Linked DNA regions of Pan troglodytes: regions 2 and 3 are each linked to region 1. Evidence: chromatin contacts called from public HiChIP or PLAC-seq data. All regions are on one chromosome and are shown on one strand. Each heading gives the region's core, a stretch centred on a gene start, on an enhancer-like site or on the middle of the called end of the contact. The rest is flanking DNA. Distances are from core to core; before and after follow the strand shown. Region 1 holds the start of VPS4B (vacuolar protein sorting 4 homolog B). Region 2 holds the start of PHLPP1 (PH domain and leucine rich repeat protein phosphatase 1). Region 3 holds the start of ZCCHC2 (zinc finger CCHC-type containing 2).

Evidence for each region. HiChIP or PLAC-seq counts read pairs in DNA pulled down with a chosen protein or histone mark.
Region 2: an H3K4me3 HiChIP or PLAC-seq map of stem cell-derived excitatory neurons shows a contact between it and region 1, with 8 times the contacts expected there. The contact joins the promoter of PHLPP1 here to the promoter of VPS4B in region 1. A contact is called at or near these places in 1 of 7 Hi-C or Micro-C datasets (stem cell-derived neural progenitor cells) and 1 of 1 datasets of contacts at active chromatin or transcription factors (stem cell-derived excitatory neurons).
Region 3: a contact with region 1 is called in an H3K4me3 HiChIP or PLAC-seq map of stem cell-derived excitatory neurons, with 4 times the contacts expected there. The contact joins the promoter of ZCCHC2 here to the promoter of VPS4B in region 1. A contact is called at or near these places in 1 of 7 Hi-C or Micro-C datasets (stem cell-derived neural progenitor cells) and 1 of 1 datasets of contacts at active chromatin or transcription factors (stem cell-derived excitatory neurons).

The regions. Positions count from the first base shown.
Region 1 is chr17:73,459,215-73,463,194 of NHGRI_mPanTro3-v2.0_pri, forward strand. VPS4B (vacuolar protein sorting 4 homolog B) reads right to left here and starts at 2,516. Exons shown (of 11, transcript XM_523954.9): 1 at 1,683-2,516. The coding sequence starts at 1,709.
Region 2 is chr17:72,760,154-72,764,169 of NHGRI_mPanTro3-v2.0_pri, forward strand. It overlaps PHLPP1 (PH domain and leucine rich repeat protein phosphatase 1), which reads left to right and starts at 1,584. Exons shown (of 17, transcript XM_523952.7): 1 at 1,584-3,302. The coding sequence starts at 1,727.
Region 3 is chr17:72,567,728-72,571,550 of NHGRI_mPanTro3-v2.0_pri, forward strand. ZCCHC2 (zinc finger CCHC-type containing 2) reads left to right here and starts at 2,495. Exons shown (of 15, transcript XR_010151980.1): 1 at 2,495-3,458.

The DNA of each region.
Region 1 (3,980 bases), core at 1,266-3,765:
AAAAATTGTTAAAAAGCCAACGATGACAAGATGGGCACTTCAGAAGAGTCACCTTTAATACTCAAGGGAAAAATACTTTTACCAAATGACCAACGATTTTTCCAAATACGTTTACCAAAAAGAACCTTTCCAAATAGGACTACAAAAAGCTACAAAAAACTCAAGTGAAGATTGCTGAATCTCAGTTTAATACAACCTTGGTGAAAAAGATAGTCATCCGGGCACGGTGACTCACGCCTGTAATCCCAGCACTTTGGGAGGCTGAGGTAGACGGATCACCTGAGGTCAAGAGGCCAGCCTGGGCCAACATGGTGAAACCTCATCTCTACTAAAAATACAAAAATTAGCTGGGCGTGGTGGTGGGCGCCTGTAGTCCCAGGTACTCAGGAGGCTGAGGCAAGAGAATCGCTTGAACCTGGGAGGTGGAGGTTGTAGTGAGCCAAAATCACGCCACTGCACTCAAGCCTGGGCGACCGTGCAAGACTCCGTCTCAAAAAAAAACAAGAAAGAAAAGAAAAGGAAAAAAACACAGACAAATCAACACTTGACTTATTCCACAAAATGAGTCATTGTTGCAATTATACAATTATAATATTTTGTGAAAGATAACAAGTATTTTCATAATCTTCTAGGTCGATTTTCAAGATGAAAGTCCCAAGCAAGCCTCCTTTCCCACTCTTTTTGTGTATGTGTGTGTGAAATTTTAATCTCTGTTTAAGTGGGTCTACTTTGAGTGGTCTTTCTTCAGAATCAATTATCATGGGCTAAGGAGTTCTTCCATTACCTTTGATGCCTCTGTCAGGCACTCCAATAACTGCTTGATTAACAAACTACCGGAAGTCCAAGACGGGGACTCAATACAAGTATTTTAGGCTACTCTTTTGTGTCTTATTGACTTACTGGACTGAGAGTCCTCTACATTAAGCCACATTACATTCTAAACTCCACTGAAGCCCTAGATCCATTCTGGGGATGGGAGACACCATTACATTAAGAAATTTCTTTTCTGAACGAATTCCATTCCACAGAGGACTAACGATTAAGCCTAAAATCTTAAGATTCCATGATTTGTGTACAAAACACTGTGCTCATTGCGGTACAGGAGGGGAAGTGGAGCCACACAGAGGTTTAAGAATACTCCTCGATCTTACACACTACAATCTGGGAGCCACAGGAGTGTGCACATAAATTCAATGACTTCACGGAGATTGTATGTAGGCTGGCTGTAATCTCAGATTCTTGGTCTGTTCCCATATCTCTACTCACCTGACAGCTCAGAATGAAGGGGTCTGCTGTCAGCTTGAGAAACTAAGACCGAACTATGACCACCCTATTTTCAACTGGTCCAGAATAGGGCTTTGCAAAAATTACGTTCTTTCTTTCTCCCTTAACCCTGATTGGAGAAACCTGCCCAGATCTTGGCTGGTTTGGAAGCGGGAAGTCTCAACAAAAGTGAAGAGTCTCACAAAGCCAGTAGCTCGGGAGACCCCAAGAGCGGGCCAGAAACGACCTTTCCGTTGGAAAACGGGCCCCTCTCCCACCTGCTGCAGGTCCCCGGACCCGCCCTCCTGCGCCTCGACCACAGGCGCGGCCGCTTCCTCCCTTCTCCCCGCCCCCCACCCGCTTCTCGCGCCTCCTCTCGATCCCAGTTCCCTAGGGGGACGGGAGATGAGCAATGATACCTGGAGGTTGGGCGAAGTGGATGACATGGCGGAGTTCCCAGGCGGTTCCCAAGGGAACGAGGGGCGAGGAGAGCCAACAGCAGCAACGTCGAAGCGCGCACGGGGTAACAGCCCTCAAACTGGGGAGGCCGGTGGTGCTCGGACCGCGAAGGGCAGCCTCCCTTCCGGAACTTGTTTTAGACAACACTCCACCAGAGCTCCGACCCTCCCCACCAAACTTCCGCAATCCCGAGCCCCTCTAGGTTCTGGTCCCGCCTCTGCTCCGGGCACTTCCGATTTCGTCATCAGCACGCGCACCCAGTCACCAGACTCCCTTCTCTAGCCACAGCGCAGGCCCTCCCTGGGCCGGCAGAAGTAGCCTGGAAGCCAATCGAGCCCTGGCGGAAGTCGGGCTCGGCGCAGGCGCACTGAGACTCTGGCATAGGCGCGGGGCGGCAGCCTGGCCGACCTAGGAGAGCGCAAGCGCGGAAGCACAGAGCCGGGTTTTGTTGTTTGTTTGTTTGTTCCCCACCCCCGGGGATGTCTTTTACTTTGAGATGAATTATTGGCCCTGGCTCCCTTCCCTCCTCATCCACATGCTTTGTTGCCTCGTAGCTTTTGAGTGAAAAAGTCATCCATTTCCAGGACCCGCCGACTGGGGGCTTTGGGCCTGTGATTGCGCCTTCTTCACTCCGTGTCCTCCGTGGAATGGGGGCGATCACCGTCCTCGTCTCGGTGGTGAATAATTCAGGAGGGAGTGCGCGGTGAGGCGGCCGCACAGCCGTGCGCTACCAGTCAGGCCGCGGGCGGGTCGGCGCTCGTTGCTGCTTGTTCTTCCCACGCCACTCGGCATCTTCCAAATGACTGTTGTGTTGGGAAGATGAATGTAAATAAGGCGTGGACGGCCGCTGTCCTCGAGTATATGGTCTGAGAGGGAAGCACTTGTCCTGTGAAATGGGCATATCAGATATTATTTATGCCAGTTATGTTTACAAGCAAATGGCTTGAGGAGGTTGAATGCGTCAGGGATTAGAGGCAGAACCAAGGTAAAACCCTTTCTCAGCCTTCCTATGGTTTGCAGCCCTTTTCTTCTTTTCATAGTTAACATTCTCAAAGGAAAGCAACATAGATGTTTAATCACTCCATCATTTTTTTCTCACTCATTTCTTAATTTTTTTCTCATCTGGCATCTCCGAAAGAATTAAAGTCCTCTCCTCCTCCCTCTTCATTGGTATTGTCAACTACCCAGTTCTTGTTTGTCCAGCTTCCCAATATTCCTTCTCTGCCTCCTTCACTGTCTCCCTTTCTTACTTGTCCCTGAGCTTAAGCTGAATTTACTCAAGAGTCTGATGTCCTCTTCTCTCTTTCTTCACCTCTGCTCATCTTACTCTCTTCTTGAGCTTCAGCTATCAATAGACTAGAAATCGCTTCAAATCTGGATCTCTAGACCCACCCCATCCCCTGCCCAGCATTTACAACAGCCTCTCAGAGGTTTCCTTCACAGGCTTTTTCTGCAAGACAAATTCAACATACTCAAATTAATTACCTTCTACCCTAAACTTCTTTCTCTGGTCTCTCCTTAGAATAGTATTGCCAAATCTGTATCATCCAGACTCAAAGCACAGAGCCCTCTCTCTGCCCTGCATCTACCAGTCCTTTCTTCCCACTTGTGAAATTGCCTTCGCAAAATGATGACTGAGACAGTGAAAGAGATCTAACTTAACCAACTCTATCTTACTTTTAACCTCCAAGCTGTCCTTGTACATTCCTGGGCATAGGCTGAACTAACTGTGGGAGAAACTGAGTTTATAATTTAAGCAAAGATGGGCCGGGCGCGGTGACTCAAGCCTGTAATCCCAGCACTTTGGGAGGCCGAGGTGGGTGGATCACTTGAGGTCAGGAGTTTGAGACCAGCCTGGCCAACATGGTGAAACTCCATCTCTACTAAAAATACAAAAATTAGGCCGGGTGTGGTGACTCATGCCTGTAATCCCAGCACTTTGGGAAGCCAAGGCGGGCGATCACCTGAGGTCAGGAGTTCAAGACCCACCTGGCCAACATGGTGAAACCCTGTCTCTACTAAAAATACAACAATTAGCTGGGCATGGTGGTGCGTTCCTGTAATCCCAGCTACTCGGGAGGCTGAGGCAGGAGAATTGCTTGAACTGGGACCCAGGAGGCAGAGGTTGCAGTGAGCTGAGATCGCACCACAGCACTCCAGCCTGGGCTACAGAGCGAAAGTCTGTCTCAAAACAAACAAACAAACAAAAATGAGCCAGGCGTGATGGTGCCTGTCTGTAATTCCAGCTACTTGGGAGG
Region 2 (4,016 bases), core at 334-2,833, 700 kb before region 1:
CTGTAATCTCGGCACTTTGGGAGGCTGAGGCGGGCAGATCGCTTGAGACCTGCCGGGGCAGCATGAAGGGACTTCCCACCCCCACTAAAACAATACAAAAAATGAGCCGGGCTTGGTGGCACGCCCTGTAGTCCCAGCTACTCGGAGGATGAGGTGGGAAAATCACCTGGGCCCGAGAGGCGGAGGTTGCAGTGAGCCCAGATCGCGCTACCGCACTCCAGCCTGGACGACAGACCCACTCTGTGGCAAAAAAAAAAAAAAAAAAAAAGAAAGAAAAAAAGAAAAGAAAAGAAAAACCCCGAATTACAAAGCAATTGGGGGAATGGTAATTCAATTAAAAAGGTGTACAACATTCTTTTAAATAGTAAACTGCCCAATGATTACAACATTGATTCAACTGACGAAAAATACAACTTTTCAGACCACGACTAAACATTGTGGCAGTAGAAACTATTTTGTTTCCCCTGAATGATGAAAGAAAAAAACCAGAGAAGACGTTAAGACAGAACACATGGAAAAAGCCCATCTCATACTCCATTCTAATGTTTCTTCTACTTACCAGTGCTTTCCGTGTCATTAAACTACTTCAGACTTCAAGAGCAATGGGAGACAATGAAACCTCAGTCCTTTGCTATTTTCCTTTTCAGATACAGGAGAGGGAGAGGACAGACTTAGGGTTGTGCCTTCGAACAAGCACATTCAACGACAGCCTTAGTTAGAATTCCCAGACGCTGCCTGTCTTCCTGGGTCTTGAAAAAGTGGGGGGAAAAGTGAGGTTGGCCCACTCAGACTGCCAGTGATGCTGTGGTGTGACGGGTGTGTATCTCTATCTCATACAATGGGCGCAGGTGAGGACCAGGACCTGGGACCTTCGTACTGTTTACAGTCCCTGAAAGCCCTCACCTTTAATTAGTAGGGAAAATAAAAGTCATCTGGCAAGCTGGAGTGCGGGTAAAATACAAGTTAATGAACATGAGCATTCGTGTTCATTAAGAACTCTGGCACAGAGTTCAACGGCAGAGGGCACAATACTCACTGGCCACGGCCAGCTGCTGGCGGCCAGGAGAAGCAGAACCAAAGGACCGCTGGGACTTGTAGTCCACCATGTTTCCCTCGGGATTGCTGATCCCCTTACGAGAACCACAACTCCCAAGGTTTACCGCGCGCGTCGGTCTTCACTGCCCTCTCCGAGGCCGGCTCAGGAACCTCCCGGGAAACTGCCCCCCACCCCGCCCTCGTACGCACGCGTCACGTTTGTTTACCCTGAAGCTCCGCCTCCGGCCATCCCCCGGCTCTCCCCACTCCTCCCTGGAATGCCGTCATGCCGGCGATGAATATTCATGAGGCACACGCGGCCCTCCCGCCCTGCCAGCCTCCCGCCTTCCCGCTCCCGGCGCATGATTAATATTCAATGAGCCCAGATCCGCGGCTGGTTCGCCGGGTTGAGGCGGGGGTAGCGGGCGGGGCCGGCGCTGGGGAGCCCGCGACCCGGGCGGGGAGGGCGTGTGTCGGGGGGGCGGTGGCGGCGAGGCGGGCGCGCGGGATGGAACACTGAGACACCGACGGAATGCTCCGAATCGCCACATAATCCCCTGGAACGGCCGCGCACAACGCCATTGGCTTCTCCCTTCTCCGCGCGCCGCCGCCGTCTCCCACCTCCGCCTCATCGCCTCCCTCTCCGCCCGCTGCCTCCGGAGCTGGGGGGGAAACGCGAAGCCCCACTGCAATGGAGCCCGCCGCCGCGGCCACGGTACAGCGACTCCCCGAGCTCGGCAGGGAGGACCGAGCTTCGGCTCCGGCGGCCGCCGCTGCGGCAGCAGCAGCAGCAGCAGCGGCGGCCGCGGCGGCTCTGGCGGCGGCGGCCGGGGGCGGCCGGAGTCCGGAGCCCGCGCTGACCCCGGCGGCCCCGAGCGGCGGGAACGGCAGCGGCGGCGGGGCGCGGGAAGAGGCCCCAGGCGAGGCGCCGCCGGGGCCGCTGCCGGGCAGAGCAGGGGGTGCCGGGCGCAGGAGGCGGCGTGGGGCGCCCCAGCCCATTGCCGGCGGGGCTGCCCCCGTACCCGGGGCCGGCGGCGGCGCCAACTCCCTCCTGCTGAGGAGAGGGCGGCTGAAGAGGAATCTGTCCGCGGCCGCCGCGGCCGCCTCGTCGTCGTCGTCGTCCTCGGCCGCTGCTGCCTCGCACTCCCCCGGCGCTGCCGGCCTCCCCGCCTCCTGCTCGGCCTCGGCGTCGCTGTGCACCCGGAGCCTGGACAGGAAGACGCTGCTTCTGAAGCACCGGCAGACGCTGCAGCTGCAGCCGTCGGACCGGGACTGGGTGAGGCACCAGCTCCAGCGCGGCTGCGTGCACGTCTTCGACCGCCACATGGCCTCGACCTACCTGCGCCCGGTGCTCTGCACACTGGACACCACGGCCGGCGAGGTGGCCGCCCGCCTGCTGCAGCTGGGCCACAAAGGCGGCGGCGTGGTGAAGGTGCTGGGCCAGGGGCCCGGAGCCGCCGCCGCCCGGGAGCCCGCTGAACCGCCCCCCGAGGCCGGCCCCCGGCTGGCGCCCCCGGAGCCGCGGGACTCGGAGGTACCGCCCGCGAGGAGCGCGCCGGGTGCCGTCGGGGGGCCTCCGCGCGCGCCCCCCGCCGACCTACCCCTGCCCGTCGGCGGCCCGGGCGGGTGGTCGCGCCGCGCCAGCCCAGCGCCCTCGGACTCCAGCCCCGGCGAGCCGTTCGTTGGGGGCCCTGTCTCTTCGCCCCGCGCCCCACGGCCTGTGGTCTCCGACACCGAGAGCTTCAGTCTGAGTCCCAGCGCCGAGAGCGTGTCTGACCGGTTGGACCCCTACAGCAGCGGCGGCGGCTCCTCGTCGTCGGAAGAGCTCGAGGCCGACGCAGCCTCGGCCCCGACGGGGGTCCCGGGCCAGCCCCGCCGTCCCGGCCACCCCGCGCAGCCCCTCCCGCTTCCCCAGACGGCTTCCTCGCCTCAGCCGCAGCAGAAAGCCCCGAGGGCCATTGACAGCCCGGGCGGGGCCGTCCGCGAGGGGTCGTGCGAGGAGAGGGCAGCGGCAGCCGTGGCCCCGGGAGGCCTCCAGTCTACCCCCGGGAGGAGGGGGGTGACCGCGGAGAAGGCGCCTCCGCCGCCCCCGCCGCCCACCCTGTACGTGCAGCTCCACGGAGAGACCACCCGGCGCTTGGAGGCGGAGGAGAAGCCATTGCAGATCCAAAATGACTACCTCTTCCAACTGGGATTTGGGGAGCTGTGGAGGGTGCAGGAGGAAGGCATGGACTCGGAGATTGGCTGCCTCATCCGCTTCTATGCAGGTAAGGAAGTCACCTGCCTTGACGGGTGGTTGCAAAAGCTGCCGAGGACCGAGGAGTGATTCAAATTGCTTGTCAGTTTGCCCAACCCAAGAGTAAGTGCGGGTCCTGATGAGTCTTTGTCTTAAACTTTACAGCTTTTTCATACAGTCTGTGTAGTACTAGATTGAGCAATCTTTAAATCTGCACGTTTTATCAATCTTGAGGGCTTAGAGGTTGGAAAGCAATGTGAAAGAGGTGGCTGAATCACCAGGAAGTACAGGAAGCAGATCCCTCTGAAAGCGGCAAGAGCACCTTTAACCATAAAGGTGCTTCCTCAGGGGCATGTTGGGTTTCAGGCTGTTTGGGATTTCAGGTAAACTGTCACGTGAGCATAAGACGGACAGAAGAAATGACAATAAAAATGCTCTATCACACTTTTGCCTGCATTTGACTGTCCAGTTCAGCGTTCTAGCTGTGTGTGCCACCGGGAGCTCCTGACTTGTCAACTGGTGCCTTTGTTTATTCAGCTCTGCCACACTCATAAATTACCCACGGAGCCCTCATTAGAAATCTGACAAAAGGGTCCCTTTTTAACTGATACTTTTCCCCAGCGCTTTTTTTGCTCGATTTCTGTTTCGTCTGCAAGTTTGTCTTGCATAAAAAAAATGATTTTGCCTGTTTCTCTCATTTTCTTCCAGCCTTTATGGTCAGAACTGACCACCGCAGTACGCCTTG
Region 3 (3,823 bases), core at 1,245-3,744, 890 kb before region 1:
TCCTTGTGAGCTGCAGTATGCAGAGACGGAGATAAACAACAAATTGTCCAGCTGATGGATAACCAAAATCATTAAATCATGGTATATGTCACTTATGTGTATAAGCTTTGATCACTATATTGTTTAATGTTGGCCAAAGCTATAAACACCCAAGTAATCATTATTGATTACAAATTTGAATTCTGGTATAAAATGTATGCATCAACTATTGTGGAGAGTTCATATCAAATGGCTTCTTATTGCCAAGGAAAATGCCCCTTTGACTACGTCACATATAAAACTCAATTTGCCAGCCTGGGCAACATGGTGAGACTCTGTCTCTACAAAAAAATACAAACAATTAGCCAGGTGTGGTGTCACGTGCCTGTGGTCCCAGCTACTTGAGAGGCTGAGGCAGGAGGATCTGCTTGAGCCTGTGCTCCAGCCTGGGTGACAGAGCAAGACTGTGTCAATCGATCAATAAAACAAAAATCAACTCGGAGGTAAAGAATTTATTTGCTCACTAGATATCCAGATCTAGACAGGTGGCTCACTATGAACCTGTGAATATCTAGCAAGATTAATATTATTACTAGTTGCCTAAGTATTTCACCCTAAGCTTTAGAAAAGTGGGAACAGATGAGATATGAGTAGAAGATCCCAGGGTAGTTGAGGGTGACAGCAAAAAAGGGCAATGACGTATAAGTCCTCATAATATAGTTTTCTTGGCTGTAAATTACATCTAAAGACTGTAAAGAACTAGCAAATTACAAGAAAGAGTGACTTTTATATATTTTGCCAACCTCAAATGTGCTGAAAACAGTTCTCCCTCTCACCCTTTCATCCCTGAAACTGATTCAGGCTTCAGTTCACCCTTTTACTGAACTGTGAATGAGCCTCTTAGGACATAAACTTGTGAGGTGAAGAGAGTTCAGCATATGCTCTCCCAACAGATGTTCCAGCACCACCGCAAAGAGTTACAATGTGATTCTTATCTTTCTGCATACTCCTACTACATAGCTGTAGTAGGACTTTTAAATTTAAAGTCTTAAGATTTTTTTAACCCACCTTTTAATTAACCCTCAAAAGATCCAGCTGAGTTTTAAAAATGTGGACTATGTTGCTAAAAAAAAAAAAAAAAAAAAAAGTAACAGTGCGAGTGTAAACATCTTGGAAGCCTAAATCTGAAAAACGTAAGAAAACTTTTTTTTTTAAAGTTGAAAGCCTGTCAAGTTGGTAGCTTATTAAATTCCTCCAGTCACATGAAATTCACAGCAGAACAAGGATTCAAAATGGGTTAGGCACCGAAATGTCATTTAGCAAATCAATGATTCCCAAAAGATAGAGGTTTAGGGGCGGGGAAGGTAGAGGCTTTTCCTAAACTATCCAGGAAATAATTTTCACAGAGCGTTACAGACTAGGAGCGTCCCCAGCAGCGCTCACCCTCAGCCGGCCGGGTCCCGCTGCGCACCTCCGGGCCGCGCGTCCCCACCTGCGCACGGTGCCTCCAGCCTGGGCGTGGGCGCGGCCCGGGATCGCGGCGCCGGGGCCGCAAACCAGCGCCGCCACCCGCGTCCGGACCCAGTCCCCTGTGCGCGACACCTGGCAAAGTTTCACAAGGTGGGAGACAGCCCACCGCCGGCTTTCAGGAAGTGCACTGGGCGGTGAGGACTCGAACGAGCTCGTCCCGGGGCTGGCGCGCTCACTTCGGAGAAACCCCTGCTCCCGGGACGCGTTCACTCCGGCCGCGCAGGCAGCCCGGGCACCACTGGTGGAGGCGGGGCGGCAGCTGGCAAGCAGAGGAGAATCAGGAGTCCAAAGCCGGGCCAGGGCCCTCAGGAAAGGTGAGAGCGGCCGCGTCCCTCCGCTCACGTGGGCCTCGCACGCTCCTCACCGCTCCCGGGCTACCCTCACGCCGCCCCACGGCCCCAGCCCGCGTCCTCCTCCTGCCGAGCACCAGCCTTTAGGACCGCACGGAAGCCGCCGAGAGGGAGGCGGCCGGCCAGCAGTTGGGCGTGGCTTCCTGGAGAAAGGCAGCCCCCCAGGGGGCGGGGAGAGCGACGTCACCGTCGATTCGCGGTGCTGATTGGCGGAGGTGCGGTGCGCGGAGCCCGCAAGCTTCTCCGCCCGGCCCGGCTGCTCCACCTTCTCACCCAGCCGCTCCGTCCTCACCGGCTCGCGAGGGAACAGCTCAGGCACCGCCGCCCCAGCTCAGCGCGGACGGCGGAGAGAGGGAGGCGGAAGGAGGACACCCTCGCTCGCTTGCTCCCACCCGCACCCGGGCTCCCAGAACCGGCGAGGAGCCCAGGGGGAGGAGCCGTCGCGGGCACGCCCCGCCCCCAGCCCGGGAAGACGACGCCAGCGACCCCGCCGGCCGGCCACCGCCCCCCTCGCCGGCCGAGACCCGCCCCCGGCCCCGGCCCTCCCCCGGCGGCATGGAGGGGCCCCGCTCCTGACGGCCGCGCCGCCGCCTCGGCCCGTGCTCCACCTCGCGGCCCCTCCCGCCCGCCCCCGCTCGCATGTCTGCGCCGCCCTAGCCGAGGATGCTGAGGATGAAGCTGCCGCTGAAGCCAACGCACCCCGCGGAGCCGCCGCCCGAGGCGGAGGAGCCCGAGGCGGACGCGCGGCCGGGCGCGAAGGCGCCTTCGCGCCGCCGCCGCGACTGCCGCCCCCCGCCGCCGCCGCCGCCCACGGGCCCGTCGCGGGGCCCTCTGCCGCCGCCGCCGCCGCCCCGGGGACTCGGGCCGCCTGTTGCTGGTGGAGCGGCGGCGGGGGCGGGTATGCCGGGCGGCGGCGGGGGGCCCTCGGCGGCGCTGCGCGAGCAGGAGCGGGTATACGAGTGGTTCGGGCTGGTGCTGGGCTCGGCGCAGCGCCTGGAGTTCATGTGCGGGCTGCTGGACCTGTGCAACCCGCTGGAGCTGCGCTTCCTTGGCTCGTGCCTGGAGGATCTGGCGCGCAAGGACTACCACTACCTGCGCGACTCGGAGGCCAAGGCCAACGGCCTCTCGGACCCGGGGCCGCTGGCCGACTTCCGAGAGCCCGCGGTGCGCTCGCGCCTCATCGTCTACCTGGCGCTGCTGGGCTCGGAGAACCGGGAGGCCGCTGGCCGTCTGCACCGCCTGCTACCCCAGGTGGACTCGGTGCTCAAAAGCCTGCGCGCGGCCCGGGGCGAGGGCTCGCGGGGCGGCGCGGAGGACGAGCGCGGCGAGGACGGCGACGGCGAGCAGGACGCCGAGAAGGACGGCTCGGGGCCGGAAGGCGGCATTGTGGAGCCCCGGGTCGGCGGCGGGCTTGGCTCCAGGGCCCAGGAGGAACTGCTGCTGCTCTTCACCATGGCCTCGCTGCACCCGGCTTTCTCCTTCCACCAGCGGGTCACCCTGAGGGAACACTTGGAGAGGCTCCGCGCCGCGCTCCGCGGGGGCCCCGAGGACGCGGAGGTGGAGGTAGAGCCGTGCAAGTTTGCCGGCCCCAGGGCCCAGGTAAGGCGCACGGAGCCTCCCTGGACTCGCGGTGCGATCGCTGCCCCGGCGGCCTCCCCGGCCTCGCTCTCGGACGCCCCTTGCCCGAGCCCCAGCCCGGCGCAGGTGGCTCGGAATCCCCACCCGGCAGCTCCCAGCGCCAGAGGGCTGAGCTTCGTCTCGCTGGGCCGCTCCGTACCACTCCCCCACCCCACCCCACACCCCGGCAGACACAGCCACCCGCCATCACAGAATGCTCTAGAAGTCCCTTCCGTGCCACGGTGTTGCCACGGAAGACGTGGAGCTCCCCGCCCGGGGCCCCTCTCGGAGGAAAAGTGTCGGGACGTTTTTGGCTCTGAGCATCTCAGCGCTCGGTGCGGGAGCCG